Regions from separate parts of the Rattus norvegicus genome. Here region 1 is linked to region 2. The links are chromatin contacts, called in public Hi-C maps. All regions are on one chromosome and are shown on one strand. Each heading gives the region's core, a stretch centred on a gene start, on an enhancer-like site or on the middle of the called end of the contact. The rest is flanking DNA. Distances are from core to core; before and after follow the strand shown. Region 1 overlaps Abcc5 (ATP binding cassette subfamily C member 5). Region 2 holds the start of Abcc5 (ATP binding cassette subfamily C member 5).

The links. Hi-C and Micro-C count contacts between places; a contact is called where the count stands out from the background.
Region 1: a Hi-C map of kidney shows a contact between it and region 2, with 1.6 times the contacts expected there. The contact joins the enhancer-like site here to the promoter of Abcc5 in region 2. A contact is called at or near these places in 2 of 12 Hi-C or Micro-C datasets (hepatocytes and kidney).

Annotation. Positions count from the first base shown.
Region 1 is chr11:94,041,784-94,047,280 of GRCr8, reverse strand. It overlaps Abcc5 (ATP binding cassette subfamily C member 5), which reads right to left. Exons shown (of 30, transcript NM_053924.1): 17 at 5,442-5,497; 18 at 2,518-2,702; 19 at 1,929-2,075; 20 at 1,546-1,675. Among named protein-coding and RNA genes, the nearest start is that of Cyp2ab1, 41 kb to the left of the region's middle. Within about 2 kb of position 3,935, at least 38 of the 93 cell types and tissues checked have an H3K27ac peak or open chromatin away from gene starts, as enhancers often do. A contact at or near this core is called in kidney, where this site is marked.
Region 2 is chr11:93,974,696-93,980,293 of GRCr8, reverse strand. It overlaps Abcc5 (ATP binding cassette subfamily C member 5), which reads right to left and starts at 2,009. Exons shown (of 30, transcript NM_053924.1): 1 at 1,914-2,009.

The DNA.
Region 1 (5,497 bases), core at 2,686-5,185, 65 kb before region 2:
AAGACATGTACAATGTACAGAACCTTCAACGTCAACATCTCCTCTTTTAGCTACTTTCCCCTCCAGCCCTTTTTTGGGGCAGAGGTATCTTCATGAAAACCACAGCTATGTTACAAGCACTGTTATTTTTCTTTCCTTTGTGAGATAGGGTCTTAAAATAAAGCTCAAGATTGCTTTAAACTCGAAATCCTTTCACCTCAGACTCCCATGCAAGGACTGAACCAAGAGGTCTAGCTCTTTTGTCTTTCTGCTTATGTGTGCTGTGTGCAGGTATGCACGTTTGAATGTATATGTGTCTGTGCCTCTGTATGTGCATGTGTGTACATGTGTGTATGTCTGAGTTTGCATGTGTCTGTGCAAATAATATACAGAGTGTGCCTGCATGTGTATAGAAATTGAAACATGTTACACAGCAGTTCTGGTACTGAGCCTGCTCCTGGTTCCTCTGGCCATAGAATTCCACTGACCTACTGACCCCTCAAAACAAGTTCCCTGAGGTTGAGCACTGTGCAGTAGATAAATAAAAACTAACTCTGAGGTGAAAATCTGGGCCCAGTTCCTAACTTGGTCACCCTACAGCTGTATGTATGATCTTGAGCAAACTACTTAACCTTTCTTATGTACTGGACGGGCAAAGCAACAGATGCCTCACAGAGCTGTCGTGAGAATTAGGACAGGTACATAAAACACCCAGTGTTGTTCATTGCAGGATGCAATCCTAGATTCTGGATGATAGACACCCAAGAGTTCCGGTGCTGGCACAGATGGTGCTGCATACAAAAAGCCATCAGACGCTGCAGGTCTGCTCGGGGACTGCAGACAATCCCTTCCAAAGCCCCTCTGCTAGCTCAGCTCTCTGCCCTTGTGTTCAAGTTAGATAGGCAGAAGGAGAACTCAGACAAAATACTGCTGATGTGTTTTGATATATATTGTAATGATAAGTACTGACCCCCAAGGCCTGGCTGCTCCCAGGAATGAGAGAATCACACATACAATGTGACCTTGCTCCTTGACTTAAAACTATTGGTTAAATAAAGATGCTGATGGCCAATAGCTGAACAGAAGAAACATAAGCCAGGTTTGGGGTTCCTGGACTTGGGGTCAGATGAGACTGCGAGGAGAGAGGAGAAGGTGGAGAGAGAAGACACCATGAGCTAGGAATCTTAAAATCATGGCCATGAGAGTGGCCTGTTAGAGGTCAGAGCAGCCCAGATGGGACATAGTAAGGACTAACTTAGGGTTATCAATAGGAGGGATTCTAACAGCATAGAGAGTAGATGTCTGCCCAGCTTTAGTGCCGATAAAAGCTTAAGTAATAGTAAAGTTGTGCCTTTTATCTGGGAACTGATCAAAGGCAGGGTGAGTGAGATTAAATATATCCACAACACTGATACAAATGCCAGACTCTCAGCTTTAGGAGAGACCGAGCTGCATATTCTCTCTACACTGGAGGAAGTGGGGGGATAGGGGGGTTGGGGGCTTGGCACCAGAGGCAGTGAGCAATGGTTGGACTCCAGAGTGTAAGAAAGGACCAGAGAGAGATACCTTCATCCATGTCTTTGGAAAACCTGTTGAGAATCCTTCCTGTTGGGGTAGTATCAAAAAACTTCATGGGGCTTCTCAGGATCCTCCGGAAGAGCTCATCATGGAGCCGGGAGGAGGCTCTCAGTGTACCCTGGGGAACAGAGACAGAATGGTCAGGCCCAGAGACCCAGGAACTCAAGGAAGGCTCACTTCCCATCCCTGTAGGTGACCACTGTGCAGGACGTCCATTCTCAACGCTGGGGGAGCACAAGTGGTCAGAAGTCATGGGTGCCTATCAGGGTCCACCCTACTGCACGGACGTACGCGCTTACGAGGGCACATGGCACACCAAGATCCCACGTGCCCTGGGGAGGGGTGCACCGAAGCCCCGCCCATTGTGATACCTTGACAAAGACAACTCCTCGGATGGCCTTCAGGATCAGCATGACTGCCATGGAGAGAGCGTAGATGCTGGCATAGTACTGCAGGAAGGGGTTGTCCCTCATGCTGTCACTCACAGAGCTTCTGTTCCCTTCAAACACCGTGCTGTTCTGTTTGGAGGTGAGGAACCATGGAGTAAGATTCCTGAGGCAGCTAGGTCACTTTCAGTTCCAGGAGAGAGCCACAGAGAATGACCTAGGGCCTGGCCATGGCATATGTAACACAGTCTTGCTACACACTGCTTGTTCTAGTGGGTGAACACAAAGAGTTGGAAACTGCCCCACTTACTGACTAGCTCCATAGCCCCTGCGTTAGCCGGGGACGTTTTTTTCTGTGAGACTGTATTACACATCTCTGTCCACCGCTTTGTCTCCTTAAAGCATCTTTTAACTGATACACAGAACAAAGTGATGAACGTTACTGGGGTATCCCGTGATGTCTCCCAGGCTTCTTGTCAGTGAAAACTACAGGAGTTTCCCTAAGAACGGTCAGGGACTAAGGGAGGCAGGGCCGCATTATCAGACACGTAAGTCTCGGCGATGAGTATCTCACCCCGCTTCCTTGCTTGATCCAGTAGCTTAGCCACCAGGTGCTGAAGGCAGTGCTGCCCACATTGAGCATGAAGAGGACCATGATGACCAGGAAAGCCAAGGGACCCCCTGCAGCCTGGATGTAGACCCAGTAAACTGACCAAGGCACGGAGCCCTGCCCTTTCTCCTCCACCTGCACGAGCTGCCCTGGGAAAGAGGAAAAGATACATGACCTTAGAAGGGAATGGTGCTCAAGAAAGTTTGGTGGAAGCTGTGGATGTGACTGAAGCGCCACGCTCTGCCCAAGACCCATTTATCACTGGGTTGTCATAGAAACCAGCTTTGGGGCGGCAGGAGGATGGACATAAGCTAACTGGCTAGGCTACAGCCAAACTGTGAGGAACTGGCTAAGTTACAGCCTGTTACACTGTTCTCCACTCTGAACTTCTGCACCTTGTTCCTGGGTCTGGGACCGTCCAACGGGTGGATCGTTTTCCCCAAATGAACTCTGTTGCTTTCACCTGTGTAGGGAATGCCCCTTTACGAGGCTGTTCCCCTCTCACTAAGGCACATATACGGCAGCAGAATAACAGAACCTTTAGCCTCAGAGGACGCTGGATTAGAACCATCTACTCTGCATCAAAACACTTGTTCACTGAACATCTCAGCACCATGTACAAGATGAGGCCTCACGGGGCCCTCACTGAGGACGCGTCACAGTCTGAAGGCCAGGCCAGCGAGACTCGGAACACGTACCAAGTGCAATAGCAGAGTCTATTTCATTCGCCTTTAGTCTGAGGATGAAGAGTAGGCCACGTTCCTAAACCTGCATGTGACAGCTAACATGATGTTTTACCTTTCACTCACTGTGCTTAAGTGTGTAAAGCAGAATTACCTCTTGCTGAGTTTTCAGACCCAGCACAAGTAGCCGAGATGCCTATTTAACAGATCAAAGCAGACCCTCAGTCCCTACCTGTTACAGGGCCTGCATGGCATTCCCTCTCTCGAGCCAGGAGCTAGGCTGCCCTTCCCACAGAGGCCTTATCAACCCAGGCATTTTGGTTACCCACCCCTTTTGTGTCTTTGACCTCCTGGCTGCTCCAGGTTCCCCTCTCCCCCCTCCCTCCCCACTTGGTTCAGGGTCATGACCACTGTGGACTCTCCTAGCTGTGCTGCCTCTGGCTATGCTCCTTTTTACCTACAACAATCTTGTTCCTGCAGCATACCCAGGAGCAGTCCAGTCCTTTCCTAGCCTTTTTATCTTTTTTTCTTTATCATTCATCTCTAACTTAAAAGCCTCCCTGGGCCAAAGGTTGGCTGGAATGTTAATGGCCATCCTTATCTTTTTATCGAAAGTGTTGTTTATGCATACTGTTAACCTCGGCTCCTGCAACAATGTGTGGTTATACTTAGACAGAATGCAGCCTTTCACTTGCAGGATGTATGACACACACAGAAGGAATGTAACCTTTAACCCTGATTGCCTGTGACTTGATGCTGCACCCTGGGAATCCAAGTGCCGGATGCTGAAGCCCGGGCAGGCTAGGATCTCAGGAAGAGCCTCTTTGTTAAAGTTGCTCTTGGTCAGACCCCAGACCCACAAGGCCGGCCGTTCCCACCCAGGAGAGTAATTATCCACAGAAGCAGGGCTGTGCCCCGAACACAAGTGATCATCTTGTAAAAACCAGGCAGCTCCCCTCAGAGCGAGGCCCAGGACCAGCAAGAGGCACTCTGACTAGAATCGCCTCATCGTGTACATCATGTGCCCAGGTCTTCCTCCATTTAATCCTAAAGCTCATGTCAGGGCCACACGGGTGACCGTGGTGTCACTGGACCCCGTTATCTGTGCCCCTCCCCAAGGCAGCCACATTGAATAAATAAATGTCCTCTCTTGGTTCTCGTCATTACTTGGTAAACTCAGGACTGGTAGCTGAACCATTATCGGTGCTACCAGAACCCAGCTTTTATCCTAAAAATTCCCATTACAAGGTAAGGAGGTGACTCAGCAAAGAGATCATTAAACAAACTGCATTTTCTTCTGATTTCGAGGGCGATGTGTGCTTCATAGTCACAGTGATGAAAATGCCCACGTCACTGCAAACCGCTCTCAGACCATCCGGATATGGTAAGAGGTCCGAGCAGGCAAACGGCCGCCTCTAACTTCTGCAGACTTCTCTACAGACAGTGCTAGGCCAGGCACTGAGCCCACCGGTCTGGCACAGACACTGAAAACAAAGTGCTGGACTTGGACTCCAGCTTTAACTGCGATTCTAACTGTAATAAACGGAGTAAAAAATGCCTTTTGGACATGGAAAACTTCCCCAGGACACCAACGGCTGCATTTGATAACCAGAATTTGGTGACATTACTTGCTCAAGATAACCAGATACAGTGCCAGAACCCCATGCACAATGCACAGCATATAAACAGAAGCCAAGAACGATGTTCTGCACATCTGAAGAACCGTGGTCGGCCCTGCAGATGAGGAGTCTCCCCTCGGATCCTGATCCTCAGTTCAGAGACGTCTGCCACAGACTGGACCTGTCCTTAGCTAAGACCTGCATTTCTTGCTCAGGACACCAATGCAAGTACAGAGGGGAACAGAAGGAAGGAAGAGGGGAGGGAGGAAAGGAGGGAAGAAGGGAGGGAGAGAGGGAGGGAGGGAGGGAGGGAGGGAGGGAGGGAGGGAGGGAGGGAGAGAGGGAGGGAGGACAGGTCAGCAGGCTCACCCAGGACGATTCAGCTGTACATACCCACAACTGACTCCACCCCTTGCTTGAAGAAAAGGCAAAGGACCAATCATCTGACTTCCCTTGTTTGAGCACACCCAAGGTCCCTCACCTAAACTATCTCAGAACTTTGCTATTCTAGAAATGTAGACGCAGTGGTGGGAAGCATTCTCTCACATTATTCCTGAAATAACAACCCTCTCAAAAATGTCCTTACCTTCCTCCGACTTCACTGCCTTCTCCTTCTTCACTGACCCTGGCTTAGGGCCCTTG
Region 2 (5,598 bases), core at 760-3,259:
TCAGAGGCCTTACGAAAGCTAAGCTATAAACAGATCTGGCATCTGCCATTGTCCTCTGGAAGAGGAAGATTACTGCTACTTCAAAATCAGGCAAGAGAGGGTTGGGGGAGCTTAAAAGGGAGGAGTCCGAGGGAACCCAGTCACAATACCAAACCCGTCAAGAACAGGCGAAGTTATCGAAGGGCTTTAGGAGGCAATGCTTTTTCAATCATATATTATGATATCAGAACCTGTAGCATGTATACACACACAGGCTGTGGTGGCAAAGACCCGGGGTAAGTTTTGTGACAGAAAACAACTGTTTTCCTGAATGGCGAGATGAGATGGGACTTCAGTGGCCTATTCTAACACCCCTATCCTTCCAGACAAAGTTAGTTTCTATAGGAAGGGTATGGGGAACTGTTGACCCCTGTGAGCTACAACATTGCTACAGCTTCACTTTCATTAAAAAAAAAAAAAGAAAAAGGTAAGCGCTAAGTATGCAAACACCTGAGAAGCCATAAAGTTAGTGTCACACTGAGCACAAGGAGGACACCACCTTCTGTGTGTCTGGGATGCGACGGGCACAACACACAGAGGCTGGCCGGAGTAGTGCTCCGTGGGGAATGAACATGGGTATGAAGCAATCCATTAGAAAGGATTACTACACCAGGCCCCTCTCTGGCACAACTCGAGCAATTAGTACTTCCCTATTTTCTGGACTTTTCCCTTGCAGTTAATGTAAACTCTTTGTTTAAAAACTAAAGCTAATTTAGGCTCAAGGATAAACCATGTAGTCCCCAGCCCTGCCAGATCCAAAGCTAAGGGCTCATGTATCAGGACTAGGAAATCCCCATGTTTGCATCTAAGCCAGAGCTGTAAAGGGAGAAAGGAGAATAAACGAAGTGAGGGCTCTCGCATTAATACCCCAACCCAAAACTGATGGGGTTGGGGGCCGCCTGGTTTTGCTTAAAAATTCCCTTTGCAGTGATAAAGGGGTGGACGCGACGATTCTGCAGGGGGAGGGGCACTGCGTAGGACTGGAGAACTGTAACTAGCCAAACTGCTGTTTCCAAGTTATGTTATCACAACATCTCTCAGAGGTTTTAGGCGCCTCAGGAAGCTTCTTCATGTCCTGCAGCTACAGAAGCAAGGAAGCTGAAGGTTGTCCAATTACCACGCCCCCAGGACCCACCTTTCCCTCCAAACTCCCTCATCTGTCACTTACTCCAGAGACCCCAGTAAAACCTATCCATTTCTCCCTTCGGAACTCAAACTTCCCAGGTCATTCCTATGCCCGTCTGTATCGAACTTCCACATCTGTATGAAAACACCAGATCCAGGTGTTATAAACACAAAGCCACTAGCTGCTCTGCGTGTCAGCACTGAAAAGGACACCGGTGACAGGAGATCTGGGCTCCCATCCTGGCTCTGCCTCAGCTTCGCTGTGCGTGCTGATGCCACGTACCTCCACATACGTCGCAAAACAAAAACAAACAAACAAACAAAAAATCGTAGAAAATTACTTACGTAGTGGGTGGCTGACAGTCAGCCTCCAGTACCAGAGGGAGGTTGGGGCTTCTCTCTGGACAGCTCCGCCACCCGGCCCTAGGGCGTTCCCACGCCAGCCCCGGCCTGGCGAGCACAGGCTCCACGACCCACCCAGAGCGAACGCAGCTCCCCCTGGTGGCCGCGCCGAGAGTGGAGCCTGCCGCGACCACCCATTAAACCTCCCCTCCGGCTTTCTAACACCTAGACCCCGGGCACAGCCCGCGAGTTCGCCAACAAGCCCGGAACGGCGCAGATCAGGGCGAGACAGGCCCCGTTTCTCCGGTCCAAGGTTTCCCATCTCCCACCACGCCTCGGAGAGCCCAAAGGAGTGAGCCTGTGACAGCATCCGACACTGCATGGAAAAGGCAAGAACCGCTACCTACCTGCATCCCAGCCTCCCCACACGAAAGCAAACAGCCCGGGCACGCTCGCGAACATCGGACCCGGAGCAAAACAAGCCTTTATAGCGGCATAATCCCCCACAATGCGCAAGCGCGATGCACAAAGCTTGCGCAAGACCGAAGGGAATCGTAGTCCCTCATCCGGCAGCCCCCGGCGCCGCACACCGCAAAAGACTACGTTTCCCAGAAGCACCGCTGATGCCCGGGGGTGCAGGCTGCTCACCGTGCCCGCACGCATCCCGTGCTGCCCCATCCTTTCCCGGCTTCTGATACCGGGTCTGGAATCTTCTCTGCCGTCCTGAGTCACCAGGGCTGGGCAGCTGGGTCGGGGTGGCTGGTCGCGCTGTATTCTCTGGCAACCAGAGGTTCAAAGTCAAGAACTTCCAAATCTATGCGGCGGTTCCACGTGCCAGAAAACATCGTGAAGGTCATCGTAGCCTGCTTCTGTTCAACCCCAATTCTAAGCTGTGGTGTCACTTAGCTGGTGCATGAGTCCTCCACGTTCTGAATGAACGATACCTTTGGCTGTCTTCTCTATCACAGCTGCATGGCTTCTAAGGAATTTCCAAAGTGCCAAGGGATGTCAAAATGATATGTTAATCAGTTTTTATAAATAAAAGTGAAGCTCCGGGGGCATTAGTCGTTTTATTTTTCTATTTTATCTATTTTAGTATCGTAATATAAGGACTACTCTGTTGAGTGCCTCCCCACCTTTAGAGTCCCCCAGGGTTTGTTTATGGTTACTCATTAAGAGACTTAAACAGAAGGCAAAATAGATTGCCCACCATGCAACTACCTAGTTAGCTACTGTCAACACTGCCGTAAGGCTGGACTTATTGACAGGGCGTTACTTGACACACAGAAGGAGTAATAGACCGGTTCTGTAGAATTAATAGCCTAGGCGCTGGGAAGATGGTTCAGTGGTTAAGAGCGCATGCAGATCAAACATGAGGATTTGAGTTCGAATCCTCCACACCATGGAAAAACCCAGGTGTGGCTGCGCTTTCACTGCGAGGCTAGGGCTGTGTGGAACAGAAACGGAAGAATCTCTTGAACCTGGGGGCAACCAGGCAAGCTGCACAGGCAAGGAGAGACCTTAATTTAAGACAATAAGACCCGAGTAAAACAGGATGCCCGAAGCTGTCTTATGACTTCTAGGTGAGAATGGGCACTCACACTTGCACATATACACAACACACATACATATACACATACACGCACAAGTAAAATTATAGTGTAGGAAAAGCATGGTAGAGTATCGTACTTCCATCAACCCGGCACTTAGGAGGTAAAGGCAGGTGAATTGTGAATTTGAGCCAGCCGGGGCCACATAGAAAGTAAAAGGCGAGATGGAGCATTGTAGAACATACCTTTAACGGTGGCACTGGGAAGGCAGAGGGGCAAATGGGTCTGTGTGAGTTTCAGGGTAGTCAGAGTTACATGGTTAGACACTGGAAAGGGGAGGGAGGTCTCTAGGAAACAGACTTCTGCATAACTGTAAATTTCATGTGTAACAGAATTGTACAAGTCAGCAAGGAAACGAAGCAAGTAGAAAATACTAGGACAATTGGTTATCCATATAAAAGGAAACGCTTTGCTCAATACCAGGTCCCAGGCAGATCAAACATCTAAATGTGAAGCAAACTGTGAAGTTGAAAACTTTTGGAGAAAACGTGAAATACCCTTATGAATCTGAGAATAGGGGAGAACCTCTTAAGGTTGACAAAAGATAGTGATGGGCGTTGTGTGTGGACACTAAGTATCCCCAGAAGGCTCAGGAAGTGAGCAGTGTTCAGAGCTCACCTTTCGGGATGTTGGATCATGAAGACTCTTGACTCAATGAGTGGTTTAATATTGATTGATGCATGGTTCCCTGTCACTATTGGAAGCTAGTGAAATGTTAGGACTTGGAGTCTTGTTAAAGGAAGTAGGTGACTAGAAGTATACCTTTGAGTGATGTATGTTATCCCTGGCCCCTTTCTGGTTTTTTTTTTTTTTTTTTTTTTTTTGGTTCTTTTTTTTCGGAGCTGGGGACCGAACCCAGGGCCTTGCACTTCCTAGGTAAGCACTCTACCACTGAGCTAAATCCCCAGCCCCGGCCCCTTTCTGTTTTATAGGCTCCCTGCCATGATGTTCAGCCTTGTGCCAAGCCCATAGTAACAAAACCAGTACACCATGGATGAGAATCTGAGCCAAAATAAGTATTTTCTCCTTTAAGTTGATGTTTTCTTGGGTATTTGTCACAATAACAAAAAGCTAATAAAATAATAAAAAAAAATACATTTGGGGTCCAGGAATCGGCAGACAAACTACACAAACACTGACCTCAGTCAGACAAGGATAATTTATTGAGCATTTGCCCCAGTACTGATTGATCAGGGCCAAAGACCAGACTCAGAAGGTGACTGCAACCTTGAGCGCTACAGAGCTTTTAAGTCTGAAATCCACAAACATGTGTGCCAAATTGTTCCACCAATCAGGATTTAGGGATAGGGGATCTCCTTAGGAACATGTCTCTCTCTGTTGTACACTTTTCCTGTTCCCATTGGCTGGGGTATTCATCTCTGGTGGAACAACTCACATCGCCTAATACCCATGTCTGAACTCACCAACCAGGATATCGGTTACACATGTACATATATCTCTTTCTGCCATGTAGAACGTCAACTCCCAGGGAGTTCTTAGGAACTTAAAACTATTCAATCCCTACTCGAAACGGAAGTCTTACTTCAAATAACTTCTTATATTGGCGCAGGCGTCTCTCTTATGTTGGGGTCCATCCCAGGAGAAGCTTACAAAAGCAAAAAAAAAAAAAAAAAAAAAAAAACAAAAAACGTAAAAGCTCATACACAGGTGCAGGAAGTGCTGCCGGGCCATTGGCTCAGGTCCAGGATCACTGTGGCTCGCTGCTGTAAAAGCAGTTCTAACTGACCTTTATTGTGATTGGCTCCCAGGAGCTTCAAAGCACAGAATATGCAGTCAACTCAGGCATGAGAAGGTTTCCGTGTAGCAACATTAGCAACCTAAAACGGTTAGACAGTTACACAGGCTTTAACACAGGCAAGATGTCTTTAACTGAAAAGATAAGCCACAAACTATAACTGATTTTTCTTTGCTTAGTTGAGGCAGAATCTCTGGGATCTCAGAAGCCGAGCTTGCTATTTAGGCAAAGGAAACCCGCAGCTCTGGTCCTCCTGTCTCTATTTCCCTAGTGCTGGAATTACAAGTGATACACAGTGCTGGGGACTGAGCCGAGCATGATGTGCAAGCGCTCTGGTACCTAAGTTACATTCAGTGATAGATTGTTTGTTTGTTTGTTTGTTTGTTTGTTTGTTTGTTTTTGTTCATTTGTTTTCATCCCCAGCACTGCTTTCCTCCCAGTCACCCACCTCCCACAACCCTTCCCCCAACACTCCTCCCCTGAGTAAGTGGGGGCCCTCTAGGGTTTCCCCCAACTCTAGCACATCAAGTCTCTGCTAGGCTGGGTGCATTTTCTCCCACTGAGGCCAGACAAGGCAGCCCAGTTAGAAGAACATATTCCATATATAGGCAACAGCTTTTAGGACAGCCCCCACTCCAGTTATTCAGGACCCACGTGAAGACCAAGCTGCACATCTACTGCATATGTGTGGCGGTAGGCGTAGGTCCAGCTGTTATGTGTTCTTTG